Linked DNA regions of Sus scrofa: all the other regions are linked to region 2. Evidence: chromatin contacts called from public Hi-C data. All regions are on one chromosome and are shown on one strand. The core of a region is the stretch at or near the end of the contact, and the rest is flanking DNA. Distances in the headings are between cores, read along the strand shown. Region 1 has its middle 170 kb from the start of SCARB1. Region 2 holds the start of NCOR2 (nuclear receptor corepressor 2). Region 3 has its middle 110 kb from the start of SCARB1.

Region 1 (2,700 bases), core at 165-2,664, 170 kb after region 2:
TCTGCTGTTTTTTAAACCACCTGCTTTGTTAATTAGCAATGGCAGCCTCAGGAAACTAGGACAGGGAGGGTTTGACCAGTGGGAGTTTCTGTGAGCACTGCTGGGTGATGCAGGAATTGCTGAGGAAGGCAGGGGAATCAGGGGACCCCAGGGGCTAAGAAAACCCTTTGGCAGCCCTCCTAAGAATCAGACCTCACCTCCAGCTGCCCAGACCTCCCAGGAGGTTAAGGTCAGGGTCAAGAATGCTTTTTTTTTTTTTTCTTTTTTCTTTTTAACGACCACTCCTGCGGCATAGGGAAGTTCCCAGGCTAGGGGTAGAATCGGAGCTGCAGCTGCTGGCCTACACCACAGCCACAGCAACTCAGGATCCAAGCCGTGTCTGCAAAGTACACCACAGCTCAGGGCAACGCCAGATCCTTAACCCACTGAGTGAGGCCAGGGATCGAATCCACATCTTCATGGATACTAATCTGGTTTGTTACTGCTGAGCCACAACGGGAACTCCAAGGATGGGTTTTGGTGGGTGAGGGCTGGAGGCTAAGTGAGTGCCAGTCCCAGCTGAGTTGAGGGTGGGCTTGGGGGAGAGTTCATGATTAGAGAAAGACCTGGGAGGTCCCTAGGTCTCTAGACTCAACATTTATCTGCAGAAAGGAAAACAAGTAGCTTCTGGAGAGGGGGCGGTGGGGGGGGGCTCCCTGAGAAAAGACCTCACCTGCCCCCCCCAGTCTGTCCCCACCCTGGAATGCAAGATGTCATGGGGAGACCCCCTGGGGTGGCAGTTCAACTCCAAAGCTGCCTTCCTGCCCAACCCCTCCTCCCCCCATATATCAGAGGCTTCCCCCAAAGTGCCTGTCACTCCCAAATCAACAGCCACCCAAACGTCCTACCTGGATACGCTGTACCCTGAACTTGACTCTGGGAAGCCCTGTTCTCCGAAAATAAGCATATTCCCAAGATAGCTCAAAGCAAAGCGGGAGCAGTAAAGCAGAGGGGGACAACGGTTATCAGCATTTGCCCTCTGGTCGGACACATTTCCACCCCTCTGAACCCCCACCCCCACCCCAGATCCACACGGAAAGAATCCCAGGGGCAGCTGGGCTGATGCAGGCTGAGTTTCTGAAATGTTTTTGGATCTCCCTTTGTCTAGTGGGTCGACAAAGACAGTGGGAGAGTTATGAACCCTGAAGGGTCAAAAGATGTGGCGTGCCCTGAGGTGGCCAGATAAGGGCAGATTATTCTGAAATCTTGTTCTGCCTGTATTTCACACAAACGGGGAGGTTCTGGGCAACTGGGGGCTGGGTGCCAAGCCCCCAGGTTAGGTAACCGCTCCTTGTCCCCACTCTGCACACAAGCACAGGGCAATCACTTCGCCTGCATTCCCTTGAAAGTCTCGGATTGCAAAAATGTTATTGCAAATCTGGTCTCTGACCTGCAGAGATACAGCAGTTGAGCCACACATGGGCCCCGGAAACGGGGCCTCTCAGAAGAACGCCAGTTTGCATTTCTGAAGCCAAACCAAACACGGGGCTGGAAAACGTTTTCGTATTATCTCATGCCCTCACTATGGAACAATCACTCCATTGAAAAGCCATGAGCCCGCCCAAGTTTTAAATTAAACCTCTCGAGTTTTCCCTCTGAGAGCAGATAAAATCCTTCCAGCTTATGTTTTGAGGAAAGAATTTGGTTTGTGTGTCAGTGTGTGTGTGCCTGTGTGTGTGTGTGTGTGTGTGTGTGTGTGTGTATTTCCCCTAAAACTCATTTTCTTTTGTTGGATTCCTTGAAGCTCTGTTTAAATATTTTACTTGAGGAAATAACTACGTTTGATGAATGTCGAAATACCCTTCCAGGAGCAAGTCCTCCATGCTGCCTGGATTCCAGTAAGAAGCTCATTCTGAAAGAAGAGGTGAGGCCCCTTTGCAAGGAGTAAGCCCCCCAGAGTGGCCTTGAAGAGCTTTGCTGACATTGTTACAAGAGGTATTTTTTCTCCACCCATCTATTTATTTGTTGGACGTCAACCACAGGCTCTGAAAATCCACTGTGTGTAAAAGCACAAGCGGCAATGCTGGAGTGGAGATAAAGAGAGAGAGGGTTTTGTTCCTTGGCTGGGGCCAGAAGAGGCCCAAGTTCTGCGGCTGACCCCGCCCTGAACAGCCGTGCGACGCTGGCCAATTCCTTCCACTTGCGGCCGCTTAGATGCCTCACCCCCAAAAGGAAGGATAATCTCAGAAGCTCCTTTTGTGACACTGCCAATTGCAAAGGCTCATATGCTATGGTTCAGTCATTCAACAAGCAGTTGCTACGGGCCATTCTGTTCCAGGCATCAGGGAGGCAGCCGGGAACAAGACCGACAACATCCCTGCCCCTCATGGAGCTGATGTTTCTCTCTTTGAGACTCTGGGATTCGTTTCTGATTGCATTTGGGAAGCTACCCAGGGCTTTGCGTGGTACCTGGTACATAGGATCAGTATTTCTCTTTCTCTGTGTTGTAAAGGAAAGGTGAGTCGCCCAGCACACTGGGAGGGAAGGGCCCAGTGATGGTGTGTGGAGGGCAGGGTTAGCGGCGAGTCTGAGTCTGGAGATTGCAGCCACTCTGGCGAGATCTCAGAGGCCCCACAAAGGACCCTCAGCTCAGCAGAGACGATGCCGACCACACCAACCTGACGACAGCGAGCCAGAAGGCCAGGATCCCCCACGCGGCAC
Region 2 (2,700 bases), core at 189-2,688:
TTCAACCATCCACGGACAGAACAGAGCCCAGGTCCCACCTCAGCGCTGCAAACAGAGGCCTCAGAGGAGGTGGCTAAGGGGCGCAGGCTCTGGGTGGGCCCAAGAGGTGAGTGAAGGGGCCTGGAGGCAAGGTTTTCTGGCTTTCACAGGTCATGAGCCCAGCTGACAGGTGAGGAGAGAAGGAGGAGAAGACAGGCTCAGAGAGGGCAAGTAACCTCTCCAGGGTCACCCAGCTAAAGAACCTCCACCCACAGGCTCTGGCTTGGGGCCTGAGTCCCAGTCCCGGCCCTTCCAAACTGTGTGCTGCTCAGGTGGGTCACCTGACACAAGCCTCAGTTTCCTCAACTGAGAAGTGGGGATCCTACAGCACTCTCCCTTCCTGTGGCTGATTCAGGTATGAAATGAGATCGTGCCAGGCAAACCACAGCAATCACATCAAGGGTGATAATACCAGGGACAGCACCCCCGACACGTGGCACCTTCCTAAGCACTTAGCATGAATCAGCTCAGCTCATCTTCAAGCGAGCCCTACCAGGCATCAATCACTACCCTGCTTCCACAGATGAGGAGACTGAGGCTCAGCAGGGTTAAGCCACCTGCTGTAACTCACACTGGGACTCAAAGCTAGAACAGCCAGGCCCCTGAGCTTGTACATTCTTTTTAGATCACTGTAGATTCCCATGCAGCTGTAAGAAGTAATATAGCTGGATTCTGAGTACCCTTTAGCCAGCTCCCCCCAATGGTATCATCCTTGAAACTGACAGTGATACAGTTGGCCTTATTTAGATCTCAGAGTTTATGTGCACTTGAGTGTGTGTGTGTGTGAGAGTAGATCTATGTACTTTTATCTCATACATGTACTTGAGTGTGTGTGTATGTGTGTGTGTGTGTAAATCTACCCACTTTTATCGCATATATGTACTTATGTGTGTGTGTGTGTGGATCTACGTGCTTTTATCTCAGTGCACATTCCTGTGGCCACTGCCACTGATGCAGGACAGTTCCACCACAAGGGTCTCTTAGGTGACCTCTGGTCCAAGCCATCACACAGGACTGTCTTTCTCAATGGTTGAGGAACCCAGTCCCCAAGACCCTCAGGGCAGGGCAGAGGGGGGTCACAACACAGCTCTGTAGCTGACCCAGCTGGGCACCAAGGGCTTAGGGGCAACAAGAGGACATTCATGGTGTCCCCTGCTATACAGGCCTTTCCCAAGGTCCCCAGGAGAGGTCTGAGGACAAGTGGACAGCAGGCAGCTGGCACGGGCAGCCTGGACACCCTGGGCATTCCCCTCTGGCTCCTCCTGGCCCGAGAGGGAGGCCCCGAGCCAGCCACCGGCCCAGCATCCGGTGTCACTTACAAACACACAGGACCGCTGCCACCCTCGGCAGGGGAGCCAGCCCTGCACACCCTGCCCGCAGGCCACACCAGGCACCGGCAGGGTGCCTGGCCCAGGGTCAGTGGGAAACGAGGCGGAACAGGCATGCAGTGGGGGTGCACCGGGCACTCCAGTCCAGGTCCAAATTCAGACTGAGCCTGGGGCTGGGGAGGGACACTCCTGATCCCACACTATCCCTAGATGTGGGGTTCCCATCTATGAAATGGGAGGGCTTTCTCCAGGGAAGAAAAGAAAACTCGACAGAGACCAAGATATAACTAACTTAAATGCAAGCTTATGGTCTACACTGATGTACACCAGCCCACTCGAGGCCCCTGCAGGGTGGTTTCTGTTTTCCCCAAGGCACATCTGTGGCAGCTCTCCCCTAATGGACAAGAGAAGGGAAGTTCCATGGGATTCCATGACCCACCCCAGGTCACCTGCTCATGAGAGGTGGGGCAGGGACCATTATTAGCCCCCTTCAGTCAGTCAACAACTCAGAGGTGGAGGCATAGGGAGCATCCATTTGCCAGATGGGAAAACTGAGGCTCGGAGATGTGACGTGACTTGTCCAAGGTCATGCAGTCCAGGATGTGAACCCCGGAGGCCGCATCCCTCCCTCGCCCTGTCCTCACGCCTCCACGGCTGCTCTGTTTGACAGACAAGGAAACTGAGGCTTGAACAGGTGAGACCCAGCATAAAAAGGAACGGAACCGGGATTCAAACCAGGATCCATGGCAACCGAGCCATGCCGTTTGGGAACCAGCGCTCCAGCGCTCCCCGGCCTGGGCGCCCCATGAGACGTCTCCCAGACGCCCCGGCGCACCCAGACCTCAGGACAAATCGCTCCCTCATCCCCTCCGCTCACAACTGAAGGCTCCTTGTGAGCTTGAGAAGCCCTTCCAACTTTCCAGTGTTTATCCCGGCTCCTCGCTGCCAGGTCCCTGGGCAAGCCCAGGCCGGTGGCGCTGATTTCAAACCAGACATGGGCACCCAGCCAAACGCCACCACGGTGGGAGCCGGGCGCCAGGGCAGCCGCTGCAATGCCTGCACCTGGCCCCCTCCCCTGCTCCATGGCCACCAAGGCGGCCGCCCCCCAAAGTCCCAGCCTTTCAGTCCTGGGGCCAACACTGATGAACAGACACAGGAGCACCGGATCTCTGATGCTGCCCACTCTTCCACAGGGACTGGGCACAGGGACTCTGAGAAAACAGCATTGTTTCCTCCCACCCGCCCCCCGACACCCCCGGGACCACAGTTGAGAAGCACTATCCCTTCAGGGCCACCCACCCACCCAGCACTCTTTCCGGGGCTTCAGCAACTC
Region 3 (2,700 bases), core at 130-2,629, 240 kb after region 2:
GAGAGGATGACAACAACAATGCCTCCTTCAAAGTTTCCATTGTGGGGAGTTTCCACCCTGGCTCAGCAGTTTATGAACTCAACTAGCATCCATGAGGACACAAGTTCCATCCCTGGCCTCAGTCAGTGGGTTTAGGATCTGGCGTTGCCGTGAGCTCTGCTGTAGGTCGCAGACGCGGCTCAGACCCCGACTTGCTGTGGCTGTGGCATAGGCCAGTGGCTACAGCTTTGATTTGACCCCTAGCCTGGGAACTTCCATATGCCGTGGGTGTGGCCCTAAAAAGACACCCCCCCCAAAAAAAAGGCAAGTTTCCATTGTGGCTCAGCAGTAACAACCCAGTCAGTATCCACAAGGATGCAGGTTTTATTCCTGGCCTTGCTCAGTGGGTTAAGAATCCAGCATTGCTCTGAGCTGTGATGTATGTCACAGACTCAGCTTGGAACCTGTCTTGCTGTGGCTGTGGTGTAGGCTAGCAGCTACAGCTCCAATGTGAACCCCTAGCCTGGGAACTTCCATACGCTGCAGGTGCAGCCCTAAATAAGATAATAATAATAATAATAGTAATGCCTCCTTCATCAGATTATTGAGAGTAAATGCCTCCCTGGAGAGAGAGGCACATCTACGAGGTCAGGGCCTTGACGTAGCTGCATAGCTATGTGGCTTGGCTGTCAGCAGCACTGTCATCCCAGGGCCGCTGTAACCAATTACCGCCAATCTCTAGGTTTAAGGTAACACGTTTCTGCTCTTGCAGTTCTGAAGGTCAGAAGCAAAATCAAAGCGTGGGTAGGACTGCTTCCCCTAAGGAGGCAGAAACTGTTCCTTGTCTTTGCTGGCTTCTAGTGACCACATCCATTCCTCGGCTCGTGGTCCCTTCCTCTGTTTTCAAAGGACAAGGCTCCCTGACCTCTGCTGCCATCCTCATACCTTTTCTCTGACTCTGACTCTCCTTGTGATCACACCGGGCACCCCTCCCAGAAAATCCAGGAGACTGGCCCCTTAAGGGCATCACATCCGCAAGGCCCCTTCTGCCGGGTGAGGTCACGTGCTCTCAGGTTCCGGAAGTGGGCACCTTGGGGGGAGGGGGAGGGCCAGGCTCACCATGGCGACCACTATCTCTGTCTCCTCATCTCAGTCTGGTTTGCTCCCCGCACCCCACCCCACCCCCGCCCCGTTCAATGCTGCGTCTCCAGATAAAACATGGAGAGTTGAGCGGTGGCTTTCTGGGTGGCAGCAGAATGGAAATGAGGGGCTGCAGGCTGCAGGTCCAGGCACCCCTGATGCACTCCTCAGAATGTCTTCCCACATCCCAGACAGCCCTCTGTGAGCTTCTAGAAGTCCGTTCCCAGAGGCAAGTGACTCACCCTTTCTGTGCAAAGTTGTGGGCCCAGATGCCACCAAGGCACGTCAGCATTAATCGAGCATGGCTGGCCTGGGCCATGACACAGAGACTAGACATCTCTGTTTGGAGCAGCAAAGACCCCTGGGGACAGTGGGGGGTGGGGGGACAGCTGCCAGGCAAGCATGAGGGATCAGTGTGGCCAGATCCTTAGATTTTGCAAAAGTAGCTGTAACGCTGATTTTTCCAAGAAATCCTTTGATTTTTTTCAATATTGGCCACTAATTCAGGATTTTTTCCCCCTTTAACCACTGCATAAGCCAAAGTCAACATGTCTATGGGCCACTGGTGTACACCCTCTGGTCTGGTCCGCGGCCATTCCTCTCTCCTGGGAGATGAACTCACAGGGGCCTGGACTTACCCTAGAACTTACCCTGCCCGGGGTCACAGCCAGAGACACAGCCATGGCAGCTCCCTCCCAATGGGCCCCAGGGAACATGTGCCTGAACCTCATTGACCCTGTACCTGCCCCCAGTACCTCCTTTTGCCCCCAGGGCTCAATGCCAAGTTGGTTCCACAAAGACACCCGATGCTAGCTGGCCGTCTGGCTAAGTCAGTTCACCTCCCTGAGCCTTGATGGCTTCTTCTGTATAATGGGCCTCTGCGGGGCACTGTGATCATGGAATGAGAGTGTCCAGGTAGAGCGTTCAGCAGGTGACAGCTCTTCTCGGTCACCAGGGCAAAAATCATTTTTAAAAAAATAGCCTTGGCTGGATTGTCCAGGAGAGTAGATGGGGGCCCAGGACTGTTTTGCCTCTATTTTCCTCCTGTTCCCAAGAATATCATGAGAGATGAGCATAGGATTTGGGGGCAGAAGACCTGGGTTCGAATCCCAGCTGCCTCGCTGCCTAACTGTGCAACTTTTGCCAGCCCACTCAACCTCTCTGAGCCTTGGTTTCCTCATCTGTAATTTGGGGTGAATTCTTCCTTGTGGTAGGAATTTGTAGGGACTGAAAGGCCTAAGACAAGGCAGGCACTGAGCACACGAAATGTTATGCGAGGCACTGGAAATGTTGGCATCCTCTCAGAAATTCCCCACGTCCTCCTTTTACCAGGTTCCTGACTTAGGTATTGAAGGGGCTTGAATGGAAAGCTTTCCACCTTGAGGTTTTCTGAGCTGTGTGGGGCCTTCCTCCCCAACTTGGTGCCTATGTGTCTTGTATCAGCTCTGCAATACCCACTCCACAGGCAAAGCCAATACTGGCTTCTGCCCGAGGCCTGGCTGTTACTGACATCATTATGGGCAGCTTGGGGTGACCTGTCCTAAAATGTTCACGATTGCCACCATCGGCCTGCTGCCTCCT

Evidence for each region. A called contact is a pair of places that touch in the nucleus more often than the background predicts.
Region 1: a Hi-C map of liver shows a contact between it and region 2, with 1.7 times the contacts expected there. The contact joins the enhancer-like site here to the promoter of NCOR2 in region 2. A contact is called at or near these places in 3 of 47 Hi-C or Micro-C datasets (embryonic fibroblasts and liver) and 2 of 2 datasets of contacts at active chromatin or transcription factors (alveolar macrophages and skeletal muscle).
Region 3: a Hi-C map of embryonic fibroblasts shows a contact between it and region 2, with 4 times the contacts expected there. The contact joins the enhancer-like site here to the promoter of NCOR2 in region 2. A contact is called at or near these places in 12 of 47 Hi-C or Micro-C datasets (embryonic fibroblasts, fibroblasts, heart right ventricle and 4 more) and 2 of 2 datasets of contacts at active chromatin or transcription factors (alveolar macrophages and skeletal muscle).

The regions. Positions count from the first base shown.
Region 1 is chr14:28,467,760-28,470,459 of Sscrofa11.1, reverse strand. No RefSeq gene overlaps it. Among named protein-coding and RNA genes, the nearest start is that of SCARB1, 170 kb to the right of the region's middle. Within about 2 kb of position 1,414, at least 38 of the 83 cell types and tissues checked have an H3K27ac peak or open chromatin away from gene starts, as enhancers often do. A contact at or near this core is called in liver and skeletal muscle, where this site is marked.
Region 2 is chr14:28,641,512-28,644,211 of Sscrofa11.1, reverse strand. It overlaps NCOR2 (nuclear receptor corepressor 2), which reads right to left and starts at 1,438. Exons shown (of 49, transcript NM_001044576.1): 1 at 1,427-1,438.
Region 3 is chr14:28,406,205-28,408,904 of Sscrofa11.1, reverse strand. No RefSeq gene overlaps it. Among named protein-coding and RNA genes, the nearest start is that of SCARB1, 110 kb to the right of the region's middle. Within about 2 kb of position 1,379, at least 23 of the 83 cell types and tissues checked have an H3K27ac peak or open chromatin away from gene starts, as enhancers often do. A contact at or near this core is called in alveolar macrophages and embryonic fibroblasts, where this site is marked.